2 separate regions of the Mus musculus genome follow, and region 1 is linked to region 2. A link is a contact called in public promoter capture Hi-C data. All regions are on one chromosome and are shown on one strand. Each heading gives the region's core, a stretch centred on a gene start, on an enhancer-like site or on the middle of the called end of the contact. The rest is flanking DNA. Distances are from core to core; before and after follow the strand shown. Region 1 holds the start of Atp6v0d2 (ATPase, H+ transporting, lysosomal V0 subunit D2). Region 2 overlaps Wwp1 (WW domain containing E3 ubiquitin protein ligase 1).

The links. Promoter capture Hi-C pulls out the DNA fragments that hold promoters and counts their contacts.
Region 1: a contact with region 2 is called in a promoter capture Hi-C map of macrophages, with 7 read pairs. The contact joins the promoter of Atp6v0d2 here to the enhancer-like site in region 2. A contact is called at or near these places in 6 of 39 promoter capture datasets (the C10 cell line, the SN4741 cell line, cranial neural crest and 3 more), 1 of 484 Hi-C or Micro-C datasets (bone marrow-derived macrophages), 4 of 115 datasets of contacts at active chromatin or transcription factors (bone marrow-derived macrophages, effector CD8 T cells and embryonic stem cells) and 3 of 9 other capture datasets (adipose tissue, liver and pancreatic islet).

The regions. Positions count from the first base shown.
Region 1 is chr4:19,920,887-19,925,020 of GRCm38.p6, reverse strand. Atp6v0d2 (ATPase, H+ transporting, lysosomal V0 subunit D2) reads left to right here and starts at 2,455. Exons shown (of 8, transcript NM_175406.3): 1 at 2,455-2,653. The coding sequence starts at 2,524.
Region 2 is chr4:19,678,388-19,682,489 of GRCm38.p6, reverse strand. Wwp1 (WW domain containing E3 ubiquitin protein ligase 1) reads left to right here. Exons shown (of 25, transcript NM_177327.5): 3 at 4,055-4,102. The coding sequence starts at 4,076. Among named protein-coding and RNA genes, the nearest start is that of Wwp1, 29 kb to the left of the region's middle. Within about 2 kb of position 1,274, at least 13 of the 459 cell types and tissues checked have an H3K27ac peak or open chromatin away from gene starts, as enhancers often do. A contact at or near this core is called in bone marrow-derived macrophages, liver and macrophages, where this site is marked.

The DNA of each region.
Region 1 (4,134 bases), core at 1,206-3,705, 240 kb before region 2:
TGCCCCAGGTATTTGGAAGTCTTGGCACCGCAATAAATCTGGCACTATGTTCTTTTGAAATATTGATGTCAACTCCTTTAGCTGCATGTATGCAGTTGTGGGACTGAGAACACAAATACTGTTTGATCTTACTTACATGTAGCATCTGAAAAGCTGAAGTTTCAGAAATAAGGGGGGTAGAACAACCAGGAATGGGGGATTGGAGGGCTATGGAGATGGTGATCATGGACGATACATTTTTGGTCATAAGGCAAATAAGTTCTGGGGTACTCATGTATAATGTGATGATTATAGTTAGTGCATGCTTGAAATAAAAGTGGAACAATAGCATCATGTGGCTGAACTTCGTTTGTTCTACAGAATATGAACATTTAGTTTTGTTTTGTTTGCTGATCCAGATGAAAGCTTTGAAATACTATGAATGGAGAGGAGGCTCAGAAGTTAAGAACATTTTCTGCTCTAGCAGAGGACTACAACTAAGTTCCCTGCATCCCTGTCAGGTGGCTTGCAACTGCCTGTAATTCTAGCTCTAAGGAATCTGATGTCTCTCCTGAACTATGCAGGCACCTGCACGCACTCAGCATACATACATACATACATACATACATACATACATACATACATACATAGGTGTATTCATATGAACATGAATAAACATATATAAGCCCCTTTTTAAAAGTTTTTAAATTCAAGGACAAAAAGGTCCATTTTGCCTGTTTTCATGGGATAAGTACTCCTATCATGGCCGGCCAAGAAGAACTTCCTGGGAGCACACTGACAGATGGAATGTTTCCCTGTCAGGTGACAGGGTAGCTCATTGCTACAGTTTGCTAAGTAAGACTGTTCCAGGGCCTGGTTCAATATGTAGCACAATAAAGGGAATAAAAAGGGAAAGAAAACATCCAAATAAAATAGATATAACATCAAGGAAAGTAATAATAGGGAAACATAAGAAAATGATAAAAACTTTGTTGTCATACATTATATGTAAATTTCCATCCATTTTTAACTATATAAAATGACAACATGCAGCCAAATTAGACCTACAAAAATGACAAATAAGCTCATATGAATGATTCATGATAAAGCATATTCAGGATGTTTACAGATGGCGGAACTGTAGGAGAGCTGACTGTGGCAATACAATAAGAACCTTGGTCTCTGGTCAATTACAGATATTCAGATATAGGCGCTGAGCAAAGCTAAGAGTTTGATTCTCTGTTTTGGTTTTTTGTTTGTTTGTTTGTTTTTTTAAACAAAACAACTACAGGAGAATTTACACAGATTGGAACTTTTCTACTCCTTGTCAGTTTGGAAATACTGAGGGAGCCCAGAGAAGCTCTGACGCCTTAACTCTATGTGATCACTTGACAGAACACATAGGAAATCCTGCCCCAGAAAGTCATGCGGAAGACATCTGATAGTCTGTGAGCTAAGTTTATGGGAAGAACAGCAACCTTTTTGGAGTATAAAACTCAGCAGTTAAGTGCCCACTGCATTAACATCTGCAGCGCTGCCAGCTGTGCCTTCTGAGCTGCCTCACAGCTTTGGAACTCTGACTTCTTATCTGTGACGTGGGGAGTCATAGCATCTGTCTCAAAGTAACCACAGGCAAAAAGGAGAATAAAGAGAGCATAATCATCCGCCGAAATGCACAAAGGTAGAGGCTCCGAGTATAGACTGTTTAAGAGATAGCTGGCAGCCCTTGGCAATGTCAAGACATTGCTAATTTGTTTAACAGAAATACACTATATTACAAAATTATCTCCTCTTTTAGAAATATTTGTAGTTGCTGTTTTCTTTTTTAATGCTTCCTGATTATTTTACTTTTTGATACAGGAGTTTCACTCTGTAACCAAAGCTGTCCTCAAACTCATGGCAAGTCTTCCGAGTATCTTCTCTCAATGGCTATGTGTTAAAGGCGTGAACCATCACACCCAGCATTTTTCAGTATTTTAAAAAGGAAAGTTTTAGGCTGGCCAATGTGGCTCATGCCTTTAATTCCACCATTTGAAGGCTGAGGCAGGTGGATTTCTGAGAGTTCCAGGCCAGCCTGGTTCATAAAGTGAGTTTCCAGACAGCCAAGGCTGCTCCCAAACAGAAAAAAAACCCTCTGTCTCAAAAACTAAGAAACATTTGTTCATATTAACAGTGCCCCCAGAATGAAATAAATATAATTTATAATTAATGTACTAATGTGGAAAAGGTATATTTACAACAACCTGGTGTCACTGGCAAAACTGGGCATGACCTTGGACTGTGCAAGGGAAGAGATGCCAGGACCCCTCCTCTCACCTCTCCTCCTGACAGCAAATTCTCTCCAGTGCACTCAAACCATTGGACTGACTCACTGTTGTTGTAAAAACAAGACCCAGGCACTGTGTTGACTGCCTCTGAAACTGGAGCAAACTAGTCAGAAGCACCCTGACTATCAGCTGAGCGACCACAACACCCACACTTTCCCGGACCAGGGCCAGTGTTCAGTTGCTATCCAGGACTCGGAGCCACTTCAGCCTGAGCAGTATGCTTGAGACTGCAGAGCTGTACTTCAATGTGGACCATGGCTACCTGGAGGGCCTGGTTCGAGGATGCAAAGCCAGCCTCCTAACTCAGCAGGACTATGTCAACCTAGTGCAGTGTGAGACCTTGGAAGGTAAGCCACTCACCTCATCCCATTAAAGCAAATGAACAAACATGTTGCTCTGGGGAAAGAAGGGAAAGGGGCTTTGATCTCCTGGGCAGAAGTCCTGAAGAGGTTCTTGGTCCTAGAGTTCAGCTGCCCAGGGGCCTGTGGTTTAGGGACCTTGGTGGTGAGAAGTAAAATATCTCTGTTTCCCATATTGTCTACATGCGATTTAATATTTCCTTCCAATCTAAGGTATTTAATTATACTTTAAAGTACTGTGTTTCCTTTGTCACATCTATTTTTATCCACATAATTACAAACACTATTTAGCAAGAACCTTCACCAGCCTACCTAGAGTCTATGTAGAAAAAAAAGAAACAGATAATATGTTTGGCTTGGAGAGATTTTTGTCTAGCTCCAGTTTTTCAGTAATGATTGGAGAATTTGTTTGAGATTTTCCTTTAGCTGAAGGGCAAGAGGAAAGGAAAAGCCAGAAGTGTGGTGGATCTACCATGTGTTAAAATCCTGACCTTGACTTCTAAGTTAGTGACCTGGTTTTTTCTAGGCTCTGAGCCTCGAAAGTCCTCCCATAGGCACCTGGTAATAATTCCTATTCAGTTACTAAAGGAAGAACAGTGAAGCACTCAATAAATGATAATTTCCCTTAATTGACATTTTTCTCAAACGTTAACCAAGAATATACATCAGCAATCATTTTATTAATAAAAACATCTTTGTTTATTCATTTTGAGAGATGTCTAGATTATTCTAGAAGATGTAAGTAAGCACTAAGGGAAAAAAACGTTTAGAAAAGGAATTAATTAGTAGATGTGGAGGGGAACAAATCATGTTTAAAAAAATCTGACAGTGACTTTCCTGGCTTCCTCGTAAGGTTGAGAGGAACTGGGGTCACTCTTGTATAGTTGCGAATAGTTACAGCCAGAGTTAAATGCCCAAGGTGAGATTAACCTTGCTTTGCCCTTGATTTTTTTTTTTTTGTATAGATAGATCTTTGAGATGAGAATTCTATTGACTACAAACAATGATACATAATTCCAAATACAGCATCCTCAGTTGGGAGTTTGGTGACGAGGAAATGTTAATTACTTATAGAAATGCATGTATAAATTAAAGAAGGGGAAAACAGGAACCTTAACACATGGCAGAATACTTACTCAGAGAGAAGTCAGCTGTTTGGATAAATGTTTTACAGTTTTGAGTGAAGCCTCTACAAGCAATAAAAATGCTAATTTAAACCCAAGCAACCATTAAGATGTCTTTGTGACAGCAAACACATGCTGCTCATACAAGGATTCAGAGAGAATCAAAGAAGTTGCATCAAAGTCAATTCTAGGGCAGAAAATGCAAAGAGGATACAAATCAAGACTTCAGAGTTACCACCAGGACCAGCGAGGTGGCTCAGTGGTTAAGAGTACGTTCCGCTCTGACAGGGAACCTGGATTCAGTTCACAGCATCCCCACTGGACCCCTCACAGCCATCTAATATC
Region 2 (4,102 bases), core at 25-2,524:
TCAGAACTATAAGGGATGAGGAACAAAGTGCTTACAACTGAGTATGAGATAGCTTAGGAGACATAAGAGCAAAACAGATAGACAGGCCAGTATTGGTGGACTGGCAACAGATAGACGGACCAGTATTGGTGGACTGGCAGGCTATCTTTTGTGAATCTTGTCCTCACTCCTGAGAATGTACGCTGGGAACTATTGCTGTTTTACACATTCTTACTTCTAATGTAGGCAATTATAACAGACTAAGTAAAAATAGTTTCTAAGAAAGCCTCTACTTATGTCAGGAAAGAGACCCAGAACTGATTTATAAATCAGGAGTTAATAAGAACATCTGTAGCTGTTCTCTGATGGCTGTGAGGAACAAAAAGAGCTTAGTGTGATTAACAGCACTGAGACACCTACAGGATTGGAGGTAGCAACACTAGCCAGTAATTACTAACTAGCAGACAGTTAAGGCCCACAACTTTTAAAGCTGAAGTCAGAGATGGACAAAGCAGGATTGGGGGCTTCAACTACCTGTCACTGGTGAACTTCATGTAAACAGATTATGGATAATCTCTTTGGTTGAGACAGGACATGCCTAGAGCAAATGGGCCCCCAGTGGCTCAAGCCTGTGATAGCCCAGTGGACTAACCAATCTCATAGTGATTATCTCATCTCTTCCCCAGTTTTTACCACAGTTCTAGAAAAATCACAAGACAAAATAATTCAACGTTTCCTCTCTTGGCATCTCTTCCACTTTTGGGACTTCCTTTTAACTTTCATTTAAATTTACTTTAATATCTTTTAACAAAGCTTGTGTTTGCTTTGCTTGCTCCTATGAGTGTCCATGTCCTTAATAATATTTGGTAAGAGAGTGAACTCAGAAGCTACTGTTCCAGGTTGGCCTTTGGTAGCAGTGAGTGTCTGGCATCCTGTATTAAGCACAATTGTGTGGTAAGAGTGCCTGTCACTATAAAATACCCTGAAATGTTACCATCCTTGTAATGATCTCATGGGTTACTGTCTTTGGAGTACCAAAACTGATTGTGCCATCTGCCATAGGCATTTTAGTGGCCCACACTTGCTCTTGCTTCAGGAGACACCTGCACAGTGCTTTTCCTGGAATCAACCTCAGTATCTTAGTATTGAGTGCCTCAGTCATTGCAGCAGTCCATGTATCTGTTGTTTCTGTAATACTCATATTTGCCTTCAGAGTTTTGAGAGTATTGCCTCTTCTAGGTTTGAGACTTATCAAAGCTGTTTTTGGCAGGATTGCCTGTCCATTTTTATTTGTTTAATCCTTATCTTGAATTCAGTCATGGCCAAAAGAACAATCACTTGTCCCTGTCTTTGTCCTGTACATCATAAGCAGTATCAACTTACTCTCTCACTTAAAGACTTCATTGATGCTATGGGCAGTACTTATAGAATCCTGGCCTATAATTTAATGTATTTAATCCCAGCACTCAGAAGACAGAGGTAAATGGATCTCTGAGTTTGATGTGATCTTTCTGTATGGAGCTCACGTTTTATGGTTCCTGTTTAGAAAAGGTGAAAACTAAGGAGAGGTGGAAGTTTTAGTTAATAATTGCTTTGATATTGATTAACTCATTTGGCAATGGGTGTGTGTGATAGAACAAGGTTAATTGGTGTACACTAAGTTATATTTAGGATAAGTAGGTTAAACATCTGTAAATGACTATAGATAGCTATAAAGTATTAAAAAGCTAGAAGATTTTGAATGTTTCACCAAAAATAAAAAAAAAAATAAAAAATTGAAGCAATAGATATGCTTACTCTGGTATAATATTTCACAATGTAGACATCTATTAAAACATCATTTTGGGGCTGGATGGATGGCTCATTGGTTAGGAGCACTGGCTGCTTTTCGACAGGATCTAGTTTTAGTCCCCAGCACCCATATGGCAGCTCACAGCTATCTCTCATTGAGTGCTAGGGAACCTGACACTCTTGTGTAGCCTACATGGGCACTGCATTCATCTGATACATACACATACATGCAAGCAAAACCACCATACACATAAAATGTTTTTTATCAAATCACATTGCACTCCAAATGTATGTAGAGTTTAGTTGTCATTTACAGTAAAAGTAAATGCATAAATAACAGGATAAAGTTGGCTGTGGGCTCTATGTGAACTGTATCTTTTCAATTTTTTTTATAAATCTGAAAGTATTATAAAGTAAAATATCTGTTTAAATCAATTTTTATCTTTTTTCCAAACTTAGATTAATCGTTTTCTAGTTTCTTCTTGATTGGCCATACTTTATTTCATCGTCCATTGATAAAATTAGAATGTAAAAGTATACAGTTGTAATTTTGAAAGTCCCTGAGAGTCAGAAACTATTGGATTGGATTTTTCTTGACTTCCTTCCTTCCTTCCTTCCTTCCTTCCTTCCTTCCTTCCTTCCTTCCTTCCCTCCCTCCCTCCCTCCCTCCCTCCCTCCTTCCCTCCCTCCCTCCCCCCTCCTCCTCTTCCTCCTCCTCCTCCTCCTCCTCCTCCTCTTCCTCCTCCTCCTCCTTCTTCTTCTTCTTCTTCTTCTTCTCTCTCTCTCTCTCTCTCTCTCTCTCTCTCTCTTCTTGTCAGGGTCTTGTGTAGAACTGGCTGTCCTAGAACTCACTCTGTAGACCAGGCTGGCCTCAAACTCAGAAATCTGCCTGCCTCTGTCTCCCTAATGCTGGGATTAAAGGTGTGTGCCACCACTGCCCAGGTCTTCTCTTCACTTACTTACAGGCTCAGATTAGGCTGCTCTTCATTTTGGGTAGCCCCAGTGGCTAAGTGAGAATGTTTTCCTGAGGGTCTATATAAATGGGCTGCTAGTGTTCTCATGGAATTTTGGTATAGGGCCTCACAATGAGCTCCCTTCACCTTGTAGCAGGCCCAGTTCTTGTCTCTTTGACCATATGCTGCCACCATCAGCCTACATATCAGGATAATATGTCTTTGTCTATACACTCTCCATTTCTTTTATTTATTTATGTGGGGGTGGAGCAGCACATGTCATGCTGTACTTGTGGAAATTAGAAGACGACCTGTGGGATACTAAGAATGAACTAAAGTTGTCAGCTTTGTCCTCAAGTCACTTCATACACTGAATCGTCCGGCCCATCCTTTTCTTACTATCGTATTATCTGTTTGTTTGGTTTTTTTTAAGACTATCATTATATAAGTGTGGTGTAGGACTGAATTTCTTATATGATCTTAACAGCTGATTGCTCTCAAGTAGATGTCATTCATAAGCCTGCTTTCTCATCTGTAGAATAAGAACATTGAACTGAATGAGGTTTTGATCATAGATTAGTAACTCTTTTCTTGGTGTGTGTGTCTGCACATGCATGAGTGCATTCCAACACATATTATGTGCAAATCCAACCAAGCGAGAAGGGTGTGATGATTTTAGAATATTGACCCCTAAATTTAGGGAAAGGATCTAATTGGAGCACAGAAAAGACAAAATATGAGGAAAGCAAGATAAGTATTAAAAGCAAGATAAGCATTAATAGTTGTTAGTATTTCTCAGTATTTTCCAGAATATCACACTTTATGTTTAATAGGTTAAAGGTTTAGCCTTGAGATATTTGGTATGTAGAAGAAAGCTGTAGTTAGCTTTTTTTTTTTTTTTTTTTTTTTTTTTTTTTAACAATTCTTGGTTAAATGTACAGTTTAAATTTTTCTTAGCAGGATTAGGAGAATGTTTTTATTCTTAGGAAATACACACTGAAATATTAAAGAATAAAGGACTACATACTCAGGAGGTTTCAATAATATGTAAATATATAATAAGTATCAACATATTTATATATATATATTCTTTTTTATGTCAACATATGATCCTGGATTCTTAGTGTTATCATTTGCGTTGTTGCTCAAATTGACTCATCTATGGTTAATGGTCACACTCTTATATAGTGTTTCTATACTGTCTTAATTTCAAATGAAAGGCAACTGAGAACTTGTGATGGTGTGAATTATCATTGATTTAAATGACCAGTTTTGCTTATCTTGAAAATTGAAGTTTCATGAATGAGTTATCTTTTTTCATTTTTTTATAGAGTCAAGGTGAATTTTGGGACATGGCCACTGCTTCACCAAGATCTGAC